2 separate regions of the Pan troglodytes genome follow, and region 1 is linked to region 2. The links are chromatin contacts, called in public HiChIP or PLAC-seq maps. All regions are on one chromosome and are shown on one strand. Each heading gives the region's core, a stretch centred on a gene start, on an enhancer-like site or on the middle of the called end of the contact. The rest is flanking DNA. Distances are from core to core; before and after follow the strand shown.

What was found. HiChIP or PLAC-seq counts read pairs in DNA pulled down with a chosen protein or histone mark.
Region 1: a contact with region 2 is called in an H3K4me3 HiChIP or PLAC-seq map of stem cell-derived excitatory neurons, with 3 times the contacts expected there. The contact joins the promoter of CADM1 here to the enhancer-like site in region 2. A contact is called at or near these places in 4 of 7 Hi-C or Micro-C datasets (blood, induced pluripotent stem cells and stem cell-derived neural progenitor cells), 1 of 1 datasets of contacts at active chromatin or transcription factors (stem cell-derived excitatory neurons) and 1 of 1 other capture datasets (stem cell-derived neural stem cells).

What each region holds. Positions count from the first base shown.
Region 1 is chr9:117,446,324-117,451,043 of NHGRI_mPanTro3-v2.0_pri, reverse strand. It overlaps CADM1 (cell adhesion molecule 1), which reads left to right and starts at 1,428. Exons shown (of 10, transcript XM_009424220.5): 1 at 1,428-1,747. The coding sequence starts at 1,624.
Region 2 is chr9:117,257,587-117,262,276 of NHGRI_mPanTro3-v2.0_pri, reverse strand. All of the region lies in intron 1 of CADM1 (cell adhesion molecule 1), which reads left to right. Among named protein-coding and RNA genes, the nearest start is that of CADM1, 190 kb to the left of the region's middle. Within about 2 kb of position 1,541, at least 1 of the 24 cell types and tissues checked has an H3K27ac peak or open chromatin away from gene starts, as enhancers often do. A contact at or near this core is called in stem cell-derived excitatory neurons, where this site is marked.

The sequences.
Region 1 (4,720 bases), core at 179-2,678, 190 kb before region 2:
AGCAGAATATCCAGGGCTGTGAAGACCGGGCAGTCTCGAAATTAGTTTATGCATAATGGATAATAGGAGGCTGTTTTTAAGTGTAACTCATTTGGTGGGTTGGCAGATCATGACTTCCTTTTTGATATGTATTATTTATTTATTTTATAGCAAGATGAGGACAGAAGGCTGGGGAAGTCATTTGGTGCAGCTCTTCTAGACTATAGCTCAGACTTAGCAATTTACATTCAGTAATCTCTTGGTCATTTAGCCACAGATAATTTGTCATGGTTTGTTTTAGCTGTTGTGATATTGATATTTATTATGCAAATTGTATTTCCTACATCTTATTGTTCTGCATTCTATGAATACTTAAATTATTATAAACCTTTACACTTAATATGGCTCGTCCTTCAATTTGATGCTTGAGCAACAGAGGGTCAGAGCGCACACGATCTTCTAGAGGGGAAGAAAATAAGTAATTAAAAAGCAGACAAACAAGAGAGCCGGCTGCCTGGCTGAAAAGAAAGCAAAGAGAATTTCGGGGAGGGAGAGTGAGTCCGGAGATGCAAGTCGCTTTAGCAGGAGAGGCTCTCCCAGAGACAGGGGAAGCTCGGAGCACCTGTTGGTCCCCAGCTTCCTTAGGAAGGGCTGGGGGCGCAGAGGAGGAGTGAGAGGGTTTGAGCCCCGAAGGAGGAACACGGCAGACCCTGCCTTCACCACACTCCCTCTCCCCAACTCCCACCACCCCCGCTCTTCACCTGAAGCCTTGACTAATTTTTTCCGTTGTTGTGTAATCTTAAATATCTAATATTACAAATATTTCACACATATATTCAACACACACCTATATATTAAAACCAGGGAGGAGACCCTCGACAAGCGGAGGAGCCTGAGCATACCCTCCTCGATCTACCTTTCCCGAGATTCTGCCGCAAAAAGACCGACTGGAAAATCTCAGAACCCGACTCTACGGCTGCCTTCTCCAACTATCCCCGAGTCTACCGCTAGGCTGTTGAGCGGGCTCTCCCGCTCCGCCGGACGTGCAAAGCACGCATGCACTTCTCCCAGATTGTTTTGTCAATCCGGGGACCTGCCTTCTTACTCTCCACTCCCGCACAGCCCCCGTTCCCAAAGATCTATTCCTTCGGTGCAAGGTGAGTGACGGAAATTTGCAACGTCTGGTTCGCTAGGCCAGATGCACTCGGTGCGCGGGACAGAGGACCCTCTTAAGGGAGATTCTCCAGTCGTCGGTCTGATACAGCGATTGCTATAAACATTCCTAATAAAGGTGTACAAGAAGCTAGACCCGCCCCCTGGAGCCCGAGTCCTTGCACGCCAGGCGCCCGGGAGAACACTTTTTCCTTGATCCGGGGAAAGCAAAACCGAATTTTAACATAAACATATTTGCATACGCCCCTCCCCTTGGCCCCGCCCCTAGGTGGCGCGGGCGCGCCGCCGAACGCCAGCGCCAGGGGGCGGGGTGGGGGAGGGGGCGAGGCCCTCCAAGAGCCGGGTTGGGCTCGCGGCGCTGTGATTGGTCTGCCCGGACTCCGCCTCCAGCGCATGTCATTAGCATCTCATTAGCTGTCCGCTCGGGCTCTGGAGGCAGCCAACGCCGCCAGTCTGAGGCAGGTGCCCGACATGGCGAGTGTAGTGCTGCCGAGCGGATCCCAGTGTGCGGCGGCAGCGGCGGCGGCGGCGCCTCCCGGGCTCCGGCTCCGGCTTCTGCTGTTGCTCTTCTCCGCCGCGGCACTGATCCCCACAGGTAGGTGTGGGCACCGACCGGTTGGCCCCTAAATCTCCGAAGGCACCCCAGTAGCCTTAGCCACAGAGGGGGGGAAACGTTTCCATGACAACCTCCCCCCACTTCCTAAATCCGAAGCGGAGGGAGTGTGGAGAGGAAACTCAGGGCTGAGAGGGAAGGGGCTGAGGGGATCTGTGAGCCCCTTCTCCCCTGCCCGGCTAAGTGTGAATGAGAGTCCCCAGGGATGGCTGCACCCACACCTTCTCTCCCCGGCTTGGCGCGGGGTGCAGAGTGGAGTGAGAATGGGGGGCCCGGGGGCTGTAAAGCATGGGGGAAGGGGATGGTTCAAAGACAACCTCAACCCTTCCGGACCCTTCTAAACTCGCCGTTTTCCCCGTAACTTGCAGATCCTCCCACCTCCCAGGGCTGCCCATTCGCCCCCACCTCTCCAGAGGACCCCCCCAGTTCTCCATCCCCGAAGCCTCCTGGTGGCTGACTCCCAGCCGCCCGCGGCGTGATTTCTCCCCGGTCCCCAGGACATCCCCAGACTTGTCTGATCTCCCCTGCCCCTTCCCCCAACGCGCTCTGCCTTTCTCCCCTGTCCCCAAACTGCACGCCTCTCGTGTTTCCCTCCGGCCGTTCGCAGCCCTCCGCCCCCTCGGCTCTGCTGCGGGTCTTTTTGGCCCGGCTCCAGGCGGGGAAAGTTCCCCGGCCCGGCCCCGCGGGGGGGGCGGCCGCTGTCGCCGCCTCTGCGGGAAGGCGCCGGGAGCCCGCAGCCCGCCCGCCCCACAGCGTCCTCTGCCACGAGTGGGGACACGGGATTTCCCGGCTGCCTGTTCTTTCGGCGGCCCGAGGGTGGCGGAGGGGGCGTCGCGGCCTCTGCGGCCAGGCGGGCACCCTGCGGGCCTCCGCGCGCTCCCTGCGTGAAGAGCAGTCTTGGGAATTTGCCTAGGGGCGGCCCTGCACGCCCGGTGCCTTCCCTGAAGACACCGAGCACTCGGCTGGAGCCCGATGTGTGGCTGCCCGTGTGCCGGGCGCGTTGGCGCGGTCGGGAAAGAAGAGGGCAGTGTTTGCTTTTGCTAACAAAAGGGAGCCGGAGCTCTTCCCCAGAGGAGAGGCCGGCCGTGCTGCACCCAGCCTCCCTTCCCGCCACCTCGCCGCGCTTGGCAGCCGCGCGGCGTCCCCTGGCCCCTGCTGCAGGCTCCAGGCGGGCGCCGGGACCGAGTGGCACGGGGCCGCGGGGTGCGAGCGGCGATGCAGGAGGGGATGCAGCAGGGCTCTGAGCCTGCAAAGCCCCTCCTTGCAGCTCCAGAGCTGCAGGACCCGGGAGCAACAAGTGGCGGAGGACGCCGAGAGCTCAGCCCCCACCTGCGGAGCCCCAGGCCCGGGCGGGCACAGCGTTGGGGCCACGGTGCCGCTTCAGGGGCGCCTCTCCGCTTGGGCTGTGCCTTTTGTTTACACGCTAGAGGACACACAGTTATGTAAACACCGCAGGAGACACGCTGTAGGAGACGGGGGATGTGTAGGGGTGCTAGCTTGAGATTTGGGGGACGCCGGGTTGGCTGCTTGCCCCCAAAATAGGCTTGCAAAGGAGCTCGGCTTGGGGAACCTATTGGGGGGCGTCTGGCAGCAGCGTCAATTCCAGCGCTGAGGGTTTTTTTCTTCCATGCCACTGTCTCCGGATGTTGTTTATGTGTTTTTCCTCTGTGAATTCTTAATTTATGAGTTACGAGATAATTGGGTTCAGCCGATGCCGGTGTGGTTACAACTTCATTTCAGGTGATGCCTCTGACTGGATGGGTTCAATAAAATGTTCCTGAAAGAGATCCCTCGTGCTGCTGCATTGTAAAAAGCGCCAGTGTCAGTTAAACGTGAGCGTGAGTAAAGGCTCGGTAACTGGCGCATAATAGAGGCAACAATAGACTTGTATTGGCTGCAAAAAAAAAAAAAAAGCCGGGGGGCGGTGGAAAGCTGTGGTCGGGGATATTGCTTTTTGACTAAAAATGGGAGTCGTGCAATGACGCTTGGCAGCAGAAGTAGGATTAGATTATGCCTCCCCTGTCAAGACTGCTCATTGAAGGCACCGGGTAGTAGCAACGGTACTATATTTGTAACTATCTCGCGGTGAGAAGTTGCCTTCCCTGCGAGGGATATATGCTGACTTAGGAGCGGTCTGGAACTCAACCGTGCATGTCAAAGCTACATGAAAATTCTGTTGCCAGTTACCATGGAAGCAGCTTCTTGCTCTTGTGTACATCCCTGTTTGTATGCTGGTTATCAGATTGTGTTCAAATTAGAAAGTAATTGGGTTTGATTTGTAGTGAGGGGATGAGATGACTTTCTTAATTTTTTTCTCTTAATGCATATATATATTTCGTGGTGAGTTTGAGAGGAGGTCTTGGCTCATTCCGGGGTCCCATACCCCAGGGGTAAATTTCAGGTGGGCACCAAGGGACTTTTCCTCCTCAGTTCTGTTTAAGCTTTCTCAGAGGCCTCCAGTTCCCGCTCCCAGGGTTAAAGAAACCTGTTGGTGCATCTGACTTCATTAGGCTTGTTTCGTTTACATCCTTGCTGGGAAAGCGAATTAGGACCATCGTGCGTGGGTCCTGGTTCTGTTTTCTCCTGTAACTGAAGCCATCCATCCCCCGCAGAAAATCTCCTCTCATTTCTCCTGTGATGTTTGGATGAAATGGATGTTAATGAAATGCAGTAAAAATGGGTTTGCTTAAGCTCACTCCAGTGTTAATCACGCCTGTTACGTTCAAGGTGCATGCATGATGTTGTTTACGATCCCGAGTGAACCAGTAGCTGATCACCCCCCTCTTATCATTTTCAGGATTAGAGAAGATGGCTGGTGGATGGGGGATTTATGGTGGTGATGGGAAGGAGGGGGGCTGACTTTTGCTTGCTTTGGCCTGTTGGGGCTTGCAAACCGGGGATAGAGACTTTACAAAAGTGCCGCCCTGTTATTGTTGCCTTTCCCTGCATCAGATT
Region 2 (4,690 bases), core at 292-2,791:
TGTGAGGGAGGTAGGAAATGTTATCTTTACCAGACACAGCTTAAAAAGAGGGGTTCTGTTACCAAGGACAGAAAGAAGAATGGATGTTTGCGAGGCAACTAGCATTCTCTGCCATAGTGACCTTGGATCCTTTCATCTCATTGAGCCTCAGCGTTCTTGTCTATAAAAAATGGTTGTAAAAACAGGATCTAATTCAAGATCCTATTGTTTTGAGTATCAAGTGAGTTAATGCATATAATGCATTAAGCACAGTGTCTGGCATATAAGTAAGCAATAAATTTTAATTATTATTCTTGCTACTTCCTTAATATCTCTAGGTTAATGTCCTATAGATACTTAAAATGCTCATGTGTATTACAGATCCTTACTGCATTACCTAGCTCACCACCTACCTATTCCAACAGGCTGGAAACCTCAGAGCAATCTTTGAATATGTCTTTATTGCTGTCTGTACCTAAAAGTCATCAAGTATAATTCTGCCTGCAAAATTCTTCATGGATTTCTCAAACTTGTCCCTCCATTTCCATTCCCGTATCTGAATTCAAGCCGTCATCTTTCCTTGCCTTCTAGCCGTCTTCACTATCTACAAGATCACATCCAAACTCCTTAGAATAGTATTCATGTCTTCATGTAGTCTGATTGCAGTATTAAAAGCTTAATCTTGATTCCACCACATCTCCCTAGTCTCCAGATCACACACTTCTTGTACTCTAACTTCACTGAAAATTCACTATTCCCCAAATAGGACATTATGACTCTAGTTTCATCTTCAGGGTAAATTTTTACAAATTTTCAAGTTGAAACTTGAGGAAACTAAGCATAGATGTGTTTCAGCCTATAATTTTGAACATTAGGATGTGATTTCTGGAAACTCCTTTGTGATTTTATTTATGAGGCCAACAGATGGACAGGTATTCCAGTATTTCTTATCATAGCTGAGTATCTAAATGTATGAATATGAAAGAACAAAGGGCTTTTAAGTAAAAGGAATGGATGGAAGGGAATTGATGCATTTCTAAAGGATGGGTTAGTTTGTTCAGCAGTTCTGAAAGTATAGGTTTAGATCTAGAGACTCATTATTTTTACTTTGCTAGACAGTAGCATTAGTTTAGGTACTTAATGTGAATGTTATGTACGCATTTTGCTTTCAAATTAAAAAAAAATAAGTAGGGAAGGTTAGCTTTACTTTTATTGTGTGTGTGTGTGTAGTGTGTAATAGGATGTATAATGTAATTTCAAAGCCCTCTGATGCAATATTTTGAAACTAAGTTGGTAGTACAATTAAAACATATCTTTGGTCATAGATTACTTGGCCTTATGCCATTTTCATAGGCAATGTCCTACTTATATAGCCTGGATTGGCTGAGAAAAATAATTGCTGCTATGAAATAATTTTGCAATTACCATTGTAATTAAGGGCAGTTTGTTAATGAAAGTGCTTGGTGAATAATGACTGCAGGGCACTCCATCTTGCAGCTTCATGCCAGATGATTGGTTCATGTGGTGGAGGTAGTTAGGGAATTAGTGACACAGCTGTCATGGTTACAGGATGGATGTAAATATCCTTTGCAGTTGATGATGAAGAACAGTCATTAGCCTCCTGCCCCTTGGGAACTGGTCAGAGGAACAAAAATAAACTTAACACATGATGGTAAAAGCCATTCCTTATGTATCCTTTTCTTCAGTATGAACAATTAACATTCTGATAGAAGCTGCAGAGAGCATGTGGATGAACCCTCTCCACTTTACAGGCATGTTAGTGTGATAAATGTTCCTTCGTGTAGGGCATTGGTTGTTCACAGTTTATAACCACTCTTATTAGCTTATAGGCCAGTTAAAAACTGCTCTTTAGAGACCCACAGGCCCTATTTAAATTTTTCGTGTTCATCTCCAGGTGTTGTGTATTCAGTTTGACCCTTTAAAGACTGTCCACGGTTGGATTTTTGCATGCTGTCTGCAAGGCTGCAGGGGCAATTGAAGATCAGTTTTCTGTATCTGGGCTTACTTGCTTGTGTAAAATATATATTGTTATGAAGAAGACCTAGATGCTTATCTGATCCTCCTTTATAGTTTTTAAAAGTCATTGAAGGTTGAGGAGCCGTTTTTTCCGCCTTCTTCTTAAAATAAATGTCCTAGGTGTTTAAGTGTGCTTCGGATTTATATTCATTCCACTTCCTTGGTGTTTTGATGTTGTTTTTCATTGTAAATTTGCTTAAGCAATCTTTTGTGGAGTAATTTCATAACATGCACACACTGTGGTTTTACATTGAGTTGCTCGTGATCTGCAATTCATTAACTTTTGCTGACTAGGAAGTCAGTATAGCACGTTGCATTTTCTCTCACTTTATCTTGCTATATAGTCAGTTTTATTCCTTGTAAAAGATGTTAGTAGAACACTTCCTTAAGTATGGCTTCTCTTGCTGTCTCATATGCTAAATCTTTTCCTCTGGTCCAAGTCTTCTCAGGGCCTTAAGGAGAGATTGTTGGCATTTGTATCATTGCATTAGAGGTGACCAGATAGCCTCACTAAAGGAACATAACAGTTTTCTGGGTTTTAGCTCAAAATGACTATTCACGGTAACACTACACATTTTAAGGATGAATTTATTGCTGCTTGTGTCTGGATAAGATTCTTTGCATTTGCTGCTACTTTTGTGCCCATGTCTCCTCTTGGCTTTAGCAAGAGGAGGTGCCAAATGGAAGGATCGGAATTCCGCCTCGGAACTATCACACACTGTAGCCCAAACCTCTGCCTCTTCCTTTTCTCTTCTTTGGCCATTGTGGAAAGAATGAAAACTATCAACAAGCTGAACAAGATGAACAGAGCCTTGTTCAGATGTTTAAATGCCTCCTTTGCAACTGAGTTACTCACTCTCCCAAGATGAACTTTTCTCATTAGACATAGCTAACTCACTGTGGAGATGTTTCTAGCTGACTTGATTGTGATCAGACATTATAGGATGCAAGGTAATTGCTGACCCTAAATAGTAGGGGTGAGTCCCCCAAAGCCAAATAACTTGAAAAACCTTACATACTGAGCATTTTAAAAAATGTGTGTATCTTAGTCCAGTAAATGACAAAATCCTTTGGAAAATGGGCATTATTCTCAGGCATGTTCATGGCTGGCCAAATTATTTGGGTTTTGGTGAGATATGACTCTCTGGGGACTCTTCGCAGGATGCCTGGGTACAGGAGGAGCTGGAATGCTCCATATTAAACCAACACTGGGAAGCAAGAGGAGAGAAGCATGCAGAAAACACCCTCCTAGTTGAATGAAAATTGCACTGTATTATGACTTATTCCCTTTTTAGCAAAAGTATGGGCTTTGTGGTAGGTCAAGATAACTAAAATGGGAAAGAAAGAAACAATTGTGTTTTTAATTCGTGTTGCTCCAGGTAGTGGGACTGAGAAACTTTTCCTCTTTTTCAGGAGAGTTGTGACACGCTATAGTATTTAGATACTCAGTTTGTGTTCCCATTTTTGTTTTGTTTGGTGGTGTTTTGATTATTTCATTTTTTTTTTTTTTGGCTAAACATATGTGATGTGTGTTTAATTGAATTTCCAAGGCAATGATACAGGCACCCGTCAAAAAGTATATTTAAAGATACACTGCAGGTTTTCAGGAGAGGTGGCCATGTGAATTTAACAATCTGCAATGAGAGGGGAAAAAAAAGTTTCTGAGTTTGTATAAGTAGTTGAGATTCCCAAGTAAAACAGAATCTGTTCTCATGCAGTTTTCTGGGCTAGTTTGGACAGGAGCTGGAATCTCATTTTTATACATTAACAACTCTTGTTGGATTTCTCTCATTTCTTCAGGACAAGTCAAAAACTTTGTAGTTCTCCACAATGAAAATGTGTCGTGTCCCATCCTGTCCTTTTGCCATCTTTTCTATCAAAGAAACACTAATTATAAAAATTGAACATAAATTTGTACTGTTTAATAGGTTTGGGTTTAATTTTGCCTCAGTGGGAAGACGTTTCCATTAAAAGAGTCCTTTTTTTTTCTCTTCCTCCCTCCTTTTTCTTTTGGTAGAACAGTTAGTAAAGGCGTAGGAAATTGATTTTAGTGTCACAAAGGACATTTCTGACAGGGATGTACTTTGAAATGATTCAAAGCATCTGTTTCTCTTGCATATGCCTAGCACTGCTGAGAGCTGTACCTAGATTAAACTGTTTAACGTGTCAACTCCAAATCTGATCACAATTTACATCCCAGTTGCTTGGTTGGAATTTTTAACATTTCATGAACTTTCTCCCCTAATTTATGAAACAAGCTTCTGCTGAAAGTGACCATTTGTTCTAGATGCCAATATGTCACGGTCAAAATTGACTTAGCTTGAGAAGTTATTTGTTTTTGTATGGTCATTTTGCCTATGAAACAAAATCATCTTTGCAGTTTTTATTCCTGCTGGCAGGGTTTGTGAATGAACGCTTGGTGGGTGTTTTTGTTACCATTTGCCTTCCACTGGTGCTATGTCTATCATACAAGCTGGCTCAGAGAATTCCAGTTTTAAGAGTGTCTGAGCACAGAAATTATGGGCACTCTGTTTACTACCATATCCATGACATCCAGCATAGTACCTTGGAAAGCCACCTAAAATAAATCTTTCATATACAAACGGGGAATGAGCACTTTCTACATAGTCATACTGCATAGTCTTAGTCATAGACTCTTGATTCTGAGGGCTCA